2 separate regions of the Mus musculus genome follow, and region 1 is linked to region 2. A link is a contact called in public Hi-C data. All regions are on one chromosome and are shown on one strand. The core of a region is the stretch at or near the end of the contact, and the rest is flanking DNA. Distances in the headings are between cores, read along the strand shown. Region 1 has its middle 75 kb from the start of Gm36784. Region 2 overlaps Gm36784 (a long non-coding RNA gene).

The links. A called contact is a pair of places that touch in the nucleus more often than the background predicts.
Region 1: a Hi-C map of cranial neural crest shows a contact between it and region 2, with 8 times the contacts expected there. The contact joins two enhancer-like sites. A contact is called at or near these places in 17 of 484 Hi-C or Micro-C datasets (CD8 T cells, the MC3T3-E1 cell line, MC3T3-E1-derived osteoblasts and 12 more), 2 of 115 datasets of contacts at active chromatin or transcription factors (craniofacial prominence and embryonic stem cells) and 1 of 9 other capture datasets (embryonic trunk).

The regions. Positions count from the first base shown.
Region 1 is chr13:48,779,800-48,786,399 of GRCm38.p6, forward strand. No RefSeq gene overlaps it. Among named protein-coding and RNA genes, the nearest start is that of Gm36784, 75 kb to the left of the region's middle. RefSeq lists an enhancer at 1-1,503. Within about 2 kb of position 3,187, at least 90 of the 459 cell types and tissues checked have an H3K27ac peak or open chromatin away from gene starts, as enhancers often do. A contact at or near this core is called in craniofacial prominence, where this site is marked.
Region 2 is chr13:48,714,127-48,720,310 of GRCm38.p6, forward strand. All of the region lies in intron 1 of Gm36784 (a long non-coding RNA gene), which reads left to right. Among named protein-coding and RNA genes, the nearest start is that of Gm36784, 9.0 kb to the left of the region's middle. Within about 2 kb of position 3,080, at least 14 of the 459 cell types and tissues checked have an H3K27ac peak or open chromatin away from gene starts, as enhancers often do. A contact at or near this core is called in craniofacial prominence, where this site is marked.

The DNA.
Region 1 (6,600 bases), core at 1,937-4,436, 66 kb after region 2:
AGCCTTGCAGGTGCTGGGGCCCACTGCCTGTCCTGCAGTGGCTACAGAGCCAACTGCAGACTACATTCGAGCTGTGGTTGGGAGTTGAGTTTCTTTTGGCAAACTCTAGAGACTGACAAAAATATTCACGTCAAAACATTTCTACTGCAAAATTCATGAAAGCATTTGAATTTGGCCTGGGCATTTTTCCCCCTTCTCCCTCTCCCAGCCCCCTCCCTGTCCTGGTTTAGGGGTGGGAGCAGAGATAGAGTCCAGATGGTGATGGGAATTAGTCCTTGCTCGGCTCCCTCCCACCCCTCTGGCCAGAGACTGGGAATCAATGGCTGTTGTGTGCCACAAGGCACAACGGCCCTGGGCCAGCTCAAGTCTGGGTGAGCCCCGGGAAGTGTCCCCTGCCTGGAGTCTGCCCCCTAACCCCAGGGTCCGGGGTAATTGTCTACAGAGGCAGCCCGGGGCTGAGCTGGCCATAATGATTTAGGCAGGATCGATTTCACTTCAAGCCTTTTCTACTCCGAAGAGGCCTAATCGAAAGTAATCTGAAAATTAGGGAAAATAAAAACCATGCCCGCAGCTACATAAATACCCATTTCCTCACATCGGCTGCTCGAAATCACCTCATTCCAGTGCCACGTGATGTTTTCCTGATGGGCAAGGCCAGGCCCTGGGGGGGCGGGGGCGTTTGATCTGCCGCCTGCCTTGCCTGACAGCCACCAGCACCCAGGCAGAGGTGGGACGAGGGGGTGGGGGCAGGGATCTGAGGCAGGCCTTGGCACTGACTGGCCTGAACAAATATCCCTGTGGAGGCCAGGGCTCCTGGTAGATCTCAGCCTGCAGCCTGGGGTAGAAAGAAAGGGCACAGGCTACCTTTTAAGAGGCCTCAAGTGAGTGTCCCCATCAACCCTCTCATTTCTCCCAGGACCCAAAGAACCTGCAAGATGGCCCCAGGCAACATGGCTACTCACACCTCTCTTGACTTCATTGGTTTGGCTCACAGATCCTTCCAGCTTAGTGGCACCCTAGGACCTTTGTACCCCAGGACCTTTTCATGTTCTCTAGTCACTTCTGTCTGCTGAAAGGTCCATCTGCAAGTCTGAGCCTGCTCCCCACCTGGTGTCAGATAACTAGCGAGTCCTTTCTGAAGCTCCCTTCTCCATGCAGCTCCCATGCTGCCTCCCTGGAACTGGTGTGTCCCAGTTGCTTTCTCTCAAGTCTCCCATGAGCTCCAGGAAACAGAAGCCTTATGCAGCCTGGCCACCAGGATGGGTACACAGTGAGCAGTCGTGGAAGAATGAAGTCATGTGAATGTAATGTGCAGTTGTTGTCAAAGGATAAGGTCTTCTGGACCTCCAGGAGTCACGGGGGCCAAATACTACCCGCGCTATATGCCTGCTTCCTCAAAAGAACCTCAGGATAGCAGCGTCCAATTCATACACAAGCAGGGTTCAAGGCACAGGCCAGGATGAAGCCCAGGCCAGACCCTGGGAAAGGTCACAGTATTCTTGTTATTTGTGTTGGTGAGAAGGACATTTGGCTGCAACTTTTGACATGTCTTCCATCAAGAAGTAGGGAAGTGGGGTCCACATGCCTCCGCTGGAATATGTCCGGGTTTGTGAAGTCTGATCAACAAGAATTTGGGGTAGTGATTCCAGGACAGCCTTTCTGGCTGCAACACTACTAACCTTGTCTAGGCTCTCTGGAAGTTCTCCCACAGAGCCTGGAACTTCCTCATAAGAACCTCGACCTAAAGAAGGTCACCCATGCTACCACAGAGCCCAAGTCATACGGAGTCATCCCACCCCAGCCAGATGTGTGAGCAAAGAAGCCTCTAGATGATCCAGCTGTTTTCATTGTCCAAGGAAGTTCCTAACTACAGTATGCAGAGCCCCTTTCTGGGTTGATTCATTGACTTGCCACAAAGACATGGGGAGAAATAGATTCTGAGGTGACCATGGTCCCCAAGGGACTTGAAGAAACGGAGTGCAGAATGGGAGGAGCCCCACACGCCCATTGGCAAGATCTGGGGCTTAGCTCACTAAGGTTGCTAAACAAAATGCCAGAGGCTGGACCAGTTATTAAGATCAGAGATTGGTTTCTCATGGTTCTGGAGGCTGGGAGGTAAGGATGAAGGCACCAGCAACACCTGAGCCTGCAAGGGTTGGTCTCTGCTCCCAAGGCTTCATCCTCCAGAGGTGGAAACACTGGAGTCTCAAATGTCAGGAGACAGACAAGTCAGTGAGCTGAGTCCGTAAGAAGAGCATCAATCCCATCAGAAAGGAGGGAGTTCTCAAATAATCATCTCTTCTTTATCTCTCTCAGTCACTCTTTGTGTGTGGGGTGTGCATGATCATGTGTATACTCATGTGTGTGGAGGCATGATCATGTGTGGGTTCATGTGTGTGGAGGCATGATCATGTGTGGGTTCTTCTGTGTGTGTGTGTGTGTGTGTGTGTGTGTGTGTGTGTGTGTGTGTAGGTATGTGGAGTCCAGAGGTTGTCATTGGATACCTTACTCAATTGCCCCCCACCTTACATATTAAGGCAGGGTCTCTCACTTGAACCCAGAGCTTGAGAATTTGGCGAACTTAGCCTAGTCGCTTCTGAGCTCTCCCGTCTCTTCCTCCTGAGTGCTGGGCTTGCAGGTGGGCTGCTACATCCACCCAGCACTTAAGCGGCTGCCTGGGACCCAAACTACAGTCCTCTCTCACACTGCTGCTGGGGCCAGTGCTGCTCAGCCCCAGATCTATGCTGCGCTCCAGCTTGGCCTTTGAGGGATGCTCCAGTTGAGCCTGACAAGAGGCAGGAAGGTTAGAAAGCAAGAAGGCCCCCTCCAGATTCGATGTGAGCCACAACCCTGAAAGCCAGACCACTGTAAGGCTTCCACGTCCACCAAAAGTCAGAGCTGGTGATGTCCTGTGAGCTCAGGGCGCCAGAACACACAGGCTTGGGGGAAGTGGGCAGGGCAGAGCGGTCCAGAGGCCACAGCCTCTCTGCTAAAGCCAGGGCAGGAATCCAGAGATGTAGTGACTATGAAGCGCACCAAGGCCGGCCGGCTAAGAAGCTACCAGCTCCCTGTTGCCAGGAGGAAGCCCTTCTGGGAGCCCAGCCTCTGTCTGGGCATGTGTTAGACCTTGAAGCCCAGGGGCGGAGCCGCGGGCTGCAGGCCTAGGCAGTAGTCGGGAGGGGTGGCATGCAGAGGCTGCGGGGTGGAGCCGGGTTCTGTTGCAATTACCCGTAAGCCTGGTGTTTACACGGGGTTTACAGGGAATTCAAAGCATATCTTCCTGTTGCTCTGGCAGCCGAGGCGTATCAAGTGCGTTCAAAAGGGCCGAACCACGTTCGCCAAAATAAGAACCAAATGGCTGAGTAATTTCCACCAGAGAAGAACTTATTCTCGCAATTGCACGGTCTATTTAGCGTGCTTTCATAAAACCTTTTAACGAATCAGCTCAGAACCCTCCCCAACTGCAGGGCCCACCCCACCTCTCGGGCTTGGATTTCCAAACACAGGTAGGCCTCTGAGATTGGATGCAGACCTCCTGCCCAGCACCAGCGAATGAAAGCCCCAGGAGATAGAGGTTCCTGCCTCAGAGGAAACCCCAATGGAGTCGGGAACAGAACATGGCTTTCTAGGAAAATCTAACAACCAAACAACAGGTCAACCCTGTGACACCAAGGGCTCAGCCTGGAGAACCTGGAAAGGCTTCTTGGAGGATGCAATCTTGCCACACAAAATCAGGGAGGGAAAGGGCCCAGCTGACCAAGGTGGAAGGGAGGACTTGACGATCAAGCCTCTGGAAGATGCTGGTGTGGGGGACAGGGAGTAGATAGTTGTATACAGTCTGCCCATGGGAGAGAAGAGGCACAAGGCTTTCGTGCCAGCTTTTGGCTGGCACAGACCATGGTCTTTCCCTGTTGGACATGACTTTCAAAATGGGCTTGAGCTCAGAAAGGAGGCAGGGACATGGGCAGAAGTGTTAAAAAAAAAATCAACTTCCTTGTGCTAAGTGAACCATAGTTCAAGGGTAGAATGCTTTTCTATGCACAGGCTAAGTCCTGGGCTCCATCCCTAGTGTTGCCAAAACACAATTGAGGTGTGAACTAGGTGCTGTGGAATTGACTCTGAAGACTTGGTTTTGGCCACCACCTCTGTGATGGTGGGGAGCTCTTTCAAGAACTTCCTGAAGCCTGTACTACAGGGCTCACCTCTCCCTCCCATGTTGCTCAGGGCCAGTGTTACCTGGCCCCAGCCTCAAACCCACACAGCTGTCCTTTCTGGCTTCTTTGAAGGAAGCCATTATCTGCTCAGCCTTTCCTAACACAGCAGACCCATCGCATACAGACAGATGGGTTTTCTCGCCCACATCTACCCTACTTAGGTGTTTGGGTTTCTCCACCTAAGTCATAAACTCTGGGCTATAGTTTCTCACTTCTCTGGGAAAGACGTCCCGCCCCTCCCCCGAGCTTGGATGGCCCTTCCATGTGTTTAATTTAACCAGCACAATGTCTCACGCAGTGGGCCTGCTTCCTCCCCCACCTGAACTGCCCAAGAGTAATTTCTGGGTTGATCACTCTAATGCGAGCCTAATGGATGGAAGCTTAGCAGAGCGGTCATTTGCATATCCCTGAGGGATGGCGGTAAAGAACTTTTCCATATGCTAATTTTTATTTGCATATTTTATTAAAGCCTCTTTCCTGCAGTGTTGCTGTGTTGTTCATCTTACTGTTAATCTGTATGAGTTTGTTGTCAATTTTGATTTTATACATCCTAGTAAGATTTTTTTTTGCTGCAATGTAGTTTTTTCTACATTTTTTATTTGAATACTGATTGTAAATAATTTTCAGAAAGTGTGTACAGAGGAAATCTTATGAATACCTTTGACCCCCACTGGGGAGGGAATCATAGAACAAGAACAGGGTATTAAAATGAGGACATCTTAGTCAACGTTAAACATGAGCATCCGTCCATGTTTGCATGTACACACATGCTGGGGCTCTGTATTTTTTATCTTGCATGAAGCGACTTCCCCTAGAATCAGCTCTCTCATCCACACTGTCTTATAAAGTCTGTCCCTTCAGTCCCTCACCTAACTCCATCCCTGACCCCCAACAACCTCTAATCTGCCTCCATCTCTGTAATTACGTTATTTAATGAGTGTTCTAGAAAAAGAATCATGCCAGACATATCCTGTTGAAACTGGCTTTTATGGCTCAAAATAGATCCCCTGAGTCACATATATTTCTCGAACATCAATCAGTACTAACTCCTAGCTTGACCTGGTAGTGCAGACCTACAATCCCAACTACTCAGAAAGCTGAGGCAGGAGAATTGCGTGTTCAAAACCTACCTGAGCTGCAGAACAAAGGAAAGGCCAGCCTGATCGACTTAGTCAGACCTGTCTCCAAATAAACGTGTAAGAGCTGAGAACCTAGCCCAGAAGTAGGATGTACAAGAGTTCTCTCTCTCTGTGTCTGGGTGTCTGTGTGTGTGTGTGTGTGTGTCTGTGTATTTATATGTATGTGTGTGGTATGTATACATGTGCATGTATGTGATATGTGTGTATTTATATGTGTCTGTGGTATGGGTGTATGTGTGTGCATGTGGTATGTATGTATATATATGTGTATATATGTGGTATGTTTGTGTGTGAGTGAATATGTGTGTATTTCTCTGTGTGTGTGGTGTGGCCTGTGTGTGTGTGTGTGTATGGTGTGTGTGTGTTCGGTGTGTGTGGTATGTATTTATGTGTGTGTATGTGTGTGTGTGATACATGTGTGTATGTCTTCAAGTGTGCACATGCAGAAGGCAAAGCAGGATGTCACTCTCCTTGAGACTGATCTTCTCACTGGCTGGCTGGCCAGTGAGCCCTCAGGATTGTTCTGTCTCTACCTCCCAATGCTGCAGTTACAGGCATGCTTGACTGTTTACATGAGTGCTAGGGATTCAAACTCAGGATCCCCTGCTTGCACAGCGAGCACAACTCCATAATTCTGCTTTAAAGAACTGAGGGTGCTTCCTGGAGTGTCCACACCATTTCCCATCCCAACTGCCCAGCAGAAAGTCCCTGAGTGGCACAGTTCCCAGTTCCTTACAGCCTTCAGTGCACCCTACTTTTCTGGCTGGCCAGGTGTGGAGAGATACACAAGGTATCTCCCTGATGGCTGGCAGTGCCAGGTTGCTTACTCCATAAGCATGTACCAACTGTTTAACATCTGCAGGAAGATGCCTCCAGGGATGGGTGTGTAGCCCGGTGGTAGGTGGGCACCAGCCCTTAGAGATGTTGGCTTCCATCTACAAAAAAAGTCCATGCATGCCCTGAGCCGGTGTCCCAACAGGACAGCTTGCTTTTACGGCTTATTTTGAAAAGACCTGTCCATGTTCTAGATCTCCATAGCTCTGCATCTGTGAGCTGTTCCTTGGTCCTGCATCCTTTTAACAGTATCTTTCCTGGCTGAGCAAAGACATTTCATTCTCATCGATTTCCCTCTGGTGGGTTGTTCCGGTGTTAAGTCTAAGGACACTTTGACGAGTCTAAAAACTGGAGACTTTTTCTTCCTTTCTTTTTTTCTAAAATTCACATAAGAGTGTTTGTTTTGTTTGAAC
Region 2 (6,184 bases), core at 1,830-4,329:
TATATATATATATATACAAGTTATACATATCACATATGTTTATATGCCTTCATTAATGTACAGATAAATATACATATACATACACACATATGTATATGTGTGTATATACATACATATACATATGTGTGTATGTGTGTATATATATACATATATATATATATATATATATATATATATATATATATATATATTCCCTCCACATAACAGGCACAGAGAAACACAGCATACACATAATACACATCTGTACACTCACGATACCTACTTACATACAAGTAGGAAATGTCCTTTGACATATGTATATGTGTACATATACATATTCATAGATGTACAACCTAGATGCATACATAACAGACACACAGATGCAGTTACACAGGCTGTACATTCATACATGTGCACACAGTATACACACACACAATGCACATGCCTACACACTACATACATATGTATGGCACAAGCATATATGAACACAATTTATTTCTGTCACCTTTATCTGCACTATGCATCATCGTGTGGCTCACCTATGTGGAACCGCCACCTTCATCTTCCAGATTCTCCTGGACTGCCTAGGGTGAGTTAATCGCCATCCTACAGAACGAAACCAAGGATCTTTGGGAGAATGATGGCCCCTGCTCAGAGGAGTCAATATCTAGAAGATAATGGATCCAGATGCCCAAGGGTACACATGGGCCAGCAGAGATTGGCAGTGGATAGATTTGTTGCAAACATCCATCTCTGACTTGCCTGAGTGTTTGGGGTATGCACTTCAACCCCACCCCAACATGTAGAGGGGAGATAGATACAGGATTGGAGGGAGGAGTTTGGAGACTAGAGGTTGGTGGAGATGCACTGAGGCTATGGCCTCCACAGGAGGGGAACAGCAGTCCTTGCTGGTATGGGGGTGGGGATCCAGGAACTGGGGAAGCTGTGTAAAGGTGGCCCCTTTCTGGGCCTGGCCCCCCAGCAAATCACTTTCAGCTTTGTCTTGGTCTCACCAAAGTGACTGCTGAAGGGAAATGGCCTTTTACAATAAATTGCTTCAATTTTCAATTTTCTCAATATTAGAACAGTACCAGGCCACACGGGCTCAGTAAAGGGAGGGTCCCAGGTGTGGCCAGTGTACAGGAGAGAGTCTGCAGGAGAGACCTGCTCTTCAAATTCCAGCGAGATGGGAGAAATTCGGAGGTCTGTAGCCTTGACCTAGCCATTAGCCTGTGGGTATTCGTCCTTGAGTGTGGCTAGCCTTACCACAGAGGCTGGCTTCTGTATGTCATCCCTGCTCATAACCTAACAATCCACCACTCAACCCTCCATGTGTGAAGGTCCCAGAAGGGTCTGAGGAATGACGGGGTTACCTGGGAATCAGGGGCTCTCACCCCCACCCACAGTATCCCAGAGATAGTGCTGGGCAGGCAACGCCCAGGTCGGGAGCCCACTCAGGTGCAGGAAAAGAGTGGGAGATGACTAGAAACATCAGGGTCATGGGATAGGACACCCCAGAAAGGTGACACTGGACAGTTCTGCAAAGAGAGAGAGACCAGGGAGAGTCTCTGGTAAGACCTGGAGTGAAACTGAGGCTCTGTTCCTGAAGGGTAGGTTGCTTTTATTACTGGACAGAGAGACAGAAAACTATCTTGGATAAGGGCAAGAAGGGGGAAGGATTGGATCTTTCTGTGACCTGGGAGTAGGGTGGACGTTGGCAGCAGGATCTGCTGGTTCTCCGGAAGCAAGCTTTGCAGGTAGCTAGGCCTTCCCCGAGCTACCCCTTCTATGCCCTGTGTGAGCTGGGCCTTCTGCGATCCACCCCGTCTATGCCTTGTGTGGCTCATCTGGAGTATACAGTATACAGAAGATGCTCCCGAATCCCTGCCTCAACCTCCATCTCCCACAGCATCTCCCTCTGCCTCTCCCTGTCTCCCACTGGCTCAGCAGCTCATACCGTTCACTCCATGGTGTGTCTGAGTATCACTCATACCCAAGGAGCTACTGACAGGACTCAGTCGGTCACTTTCCTGAGTCTCTCTGGAACCAGGCCTGTCTGGGCCCAGGAGGGCAGGTATGTCCCTGGCCCTGCATACTGAACCTTGCTGCCTCAGTTTCCCCAGTCACCAGGTATCTTTAGGAAGTGAGACCCCTACCTGCCAGGGAGGGTACTGCATAGCATCCGTCAACATTCCTGGTCATCCAGCTTCAAGCCTCGAGGCCACACCCACAAGTCACGGGACAGTTGGGCTGGCTTTGAAAGTTATTCCCAAGAGGCTCACAAGCAACCTTGTGGACAGGACAAGGACCTGCTTTGCAGGCCCTGGGGTGATGCTTGACTAGCCACTTGTCAGTCCCTTCCATCTACAGCCACTAACAAATCTGCCCCCACAGCAAGTGTCTGTACCAGGTCTTGCTTCTAGCGCCAGCACCAGGCCCTGGAGAGTCTGCCCACACAGGCCAACAACTCTTCCCAGCTACCTGATCCTGCTCTCGCATGGACTCTCTGCCGAGCCTGGAATCCATACCCTTGCCTCACATTCTCATGTGGCCAGTTCCTATTGCTCTTCTCCAACATTGCTCCTAAGACACTGCTGCTATGCAGCCCACCATGATTTCTCCCATCCCTCCTGAACCTGGTACTTCCTCTCTTCCCCGTATCTGCCTTTGCTCATTCTCCAGTGTTTTACTCCAGGCTGGGCAGAGTAAATACCAACTAGCTTGGGGCAGAAGGAAAGAGTCAGGATTGGGTACCTACTTGGCCTGTGTCTGAGAACTGAAGGGTGGTATGTAGGGAGGCAGAGAGGCAGTCGGAATGGACCAGGAGAGCAACCTCAGAGACAGAAACTGTAACAAAGGAGAAGAAAAACAGGTCCAGAGAGTAAAAGAGAGAGAGAGAGAGAGAGAGAGAGAGAGAGAGAGAGAGAGAGAAACAAAGGAGCCAGGGCAAGGAGGGGGGGGGGAGAAAAGAGAGAGCAGGCCCGTGAGGGGGAGGGGCAGCGTGGTCCGGGTTGGGGGGACCCTGACCCCAGCACGGGGGCCCAGCCGGCTCACCGCCCCACTGAGCTCAGGTTTCAGGGCTTGGAGAGCCCAGATTCGGTAACAAATGCATGTGTAACGTATTATGAAGAAAGCCTTAAAAAGCCCTCTTTATCGCTGTTTACGTTATGTGATTGAGGGGAGAATTTGCCAAGACCAAAGGTTACTGCTGGTGTTTCTGTGACGAATATTACCTCAAACTAAGGCAATTAGCTTCAAGGAAGCGTGCGCTGCCTCCGGAGGGTTCTCCAGGGCGAAAGGCCTGATGGATTCGAGGGTACCAAGGTCTTCACGGGGAGCGCGGCCTTCTGGGTCGCACACCGGCCTTCTGTGTGTGTGTGAGGTCTAACACCCAGCCTGGTGGGCCTCAGTTTCCCTTTCTGTGGGCTGGGGAGGGGGTAGGCTGATGCAGACATTCCAGGGCTCCCGAGGGTGGTCACATGCTCCGTTGGCTTGGCTTTCTGGGGCTGTTTTCGCTCACGACTTAGCTCATCACGGTTTTTTTTTCTCCCCTTTGAGACGATTATGGAAATTGCCTGAGCAGTAATTAGTGAGTTGTAATTAGTAACTGTTCCTTTTCTAAGAAGGACCGAGGTGAGAAACCCACCAAAGGGCCCCTCTCCTTAGTTTCCTAAGCTTGGAAGGAACACCCCGTGCATCTGACTTGACTTAGTGTGCCTCAGTTTCCCCATCTGAATGCAAAGTGATGACAGTACTTTCATCATGAGGTGGGCAACCACCGTTCCTCCAACCCCCAATCCCCAACCCCCAGCCCCCAGGCTGCTTCATTAATAGCTCAGCCAACCAGGCAGGTTCTCAGAGTTTGAAAGCCTGAGGCAGAGATCCAAGAGGGAGCAGAAAGAGTCGGGAACCTGCTATACAGCCGCTTCTCTCTTGTTCCAGGCACCACAAAAGCCAGAGTCGCAAAGGTGCCACTGCTGTGCCCCATTATAGCATACAGACTGAAGGTCCTGGAAAGGTTGGAGAGACAAGTCCCCAGGGGAGCCAGGACCCCAACAGACAGCAGATTCATCTCCTGTATCGTTTGTAGGAGTCTTTGGTCCTGTAGGACCCTGAGACTAAACTCAAGTCATCAGGCTTGGTGGCAACCTTTGCCTGCTGAGCCATCTCACAGACCCTCCACCTTAAGATGCTTTAGGACAGGGTCTGTCTCTTGCTGAGCCTGAAGCTTACCGTCTCAGCTGCACTGCGTGTTCAGCAAGCCCTCTGGATCCTCCAGTCCTGGCCAGCTTTGGAGTTACAGACTCACACTGCCGTAGCCGCCGTTTCTGTGGATGTTTAAGGTCGCTATGAACTCAGGTTATCACGCCGATGCAGCAAGAAGTTTATCAGCTGAGTCCTCTGGCCTCTAATGGCATTCAGAGTGGCCTTTTGGGTTCCTCGTGGAAAGCAGAGATGGCCTGGGGTATACAGTCTCTTGAGGCTATTTCTCAGAGTGTATGCTCTGCAAGGCCAGGCCTGGCCCCTTATGTCTGCTTGAGTGCCCTTTGCCAGTAGGAGACCCAGAATGTCTGCACTACTCTGGTCTTCCTATCTCAGGGTCTGTGTATCTTCAGCCCTTCCTGTAATTCTAGGACTCCCTGAGAGCCCAGCAAGTAATCTTCCTGCCCGAGGTGCTCCCAGGTATTCTTCAGTGGGTGCTCCTCTTTGCACCAAGTACACATTTTCCCTCAGCTTGGGAACTGGGTGAGAAAATATTTTTCCAAAGGTCAGCTTGCCAATTATGCTTAGACTTTGAAAGTTTATTTATTTGTTTATTCGTTTATCTTTGCCACCCTTCACTGAGGCCAAAACTCACTGATCTCATAAAGATACCATTTAGCTGAGGTAGGTGGGAGTCTGCACCATGCCGTGTCTCAGTGTTAACAGCTGCCCAGAACCGTAACTACTGACTTCCCATCATTCGTGTGGTGGGGAACATTTCTCTCCCCTTAAAATTATGGCTTGTAGGAACCAGACAGCAACCCCATTGCTCAGCAGGAAATTACAGAGATTTTCTTATGGACTTAACATTAAGCCCAAGTTTATAAAGTCTTGCTTGGTTTTAATGGCGCACTTGGTGAATGGTGTCGGTTGCTGTGAATGAGCAGAGTTGAAGACCATCACTTCAGTGTTGAGTGCTGTGGCTGAGTCCCTAAGTCATGGGATGATAGTCCTGAGGATTCAAGGCTGACTGTAGAGATGGAGGCATGTGCGGGACGGCTTGGAATCTCTGGATCCTGGAGAAAAAAAGGGAAGAGGGCAAGGTAGAATATAGACCTCCACTCAGGGGCTCGGAAATACATCACAGGGGTGGATAAAGCCAGTGCTCTAAATGACTGTAAGATGACAGTCCCAAAGCACAGCCTTTAAGTGACAGGGAGGGTGGATCCCAGGACCGCAATGGAGACCAGTTGGGGCAGCTGGTGTTGGATGCAGGTGAGGCATACAAAGGGCCGGAGCCTTTAAGAACAGGGCTACAGGTTCAGGGAGAGGTCTTGCCTCAAAGAAGAGAACTGGACATGGTGGTGAATGCCTTTAAACCCAGCACTCAGGAGGCAGAGGCGGGTGGATATTTATAAGTTCCAGGCTAACCTCATCTACCTATTGAGATCCTGGCCAGGTAGAGTTATGTGGTAAGACCATGTCTCAAATATGTGTATATGTGTATATACATATACATACATACATATATACATATATATATGTGTGTGTGTGTGTGTGTGTGTGTGTGTGTGTGTGTGTGTGTGTGTTAGATGCATAGATAGATACATAAATGCATAGAGATATTTGGTCAGTGGGAGAGGAAGGTAGAAGAGGAGAAATGGGGAGGGGTAGCTAACACTAAAGACCTTTTGAAAAAGTTGTATAAAACTGGTATAGAAATTTCCTAAAATACATATATCTACATATACATATACAAAAAGCTTAATGTTATTACCCTACAATAGGATGACAGTGCCCATAATAGACATAACAGGTTAGCAAATTAAAAGCTCAGTTCTAGGAATGGGTTATTGATTTTTGTGGTTGTTGGTTAGTGGGGTTCCATAGATCCCTGAACATAATAGGCTATTTCCTTGGTGACCCTCCAGAACTTGGACCCTATTGCTGAAGACATGACACACCCGAGTTACAGAACACAGAGATATCAAGCTGTCCCTGG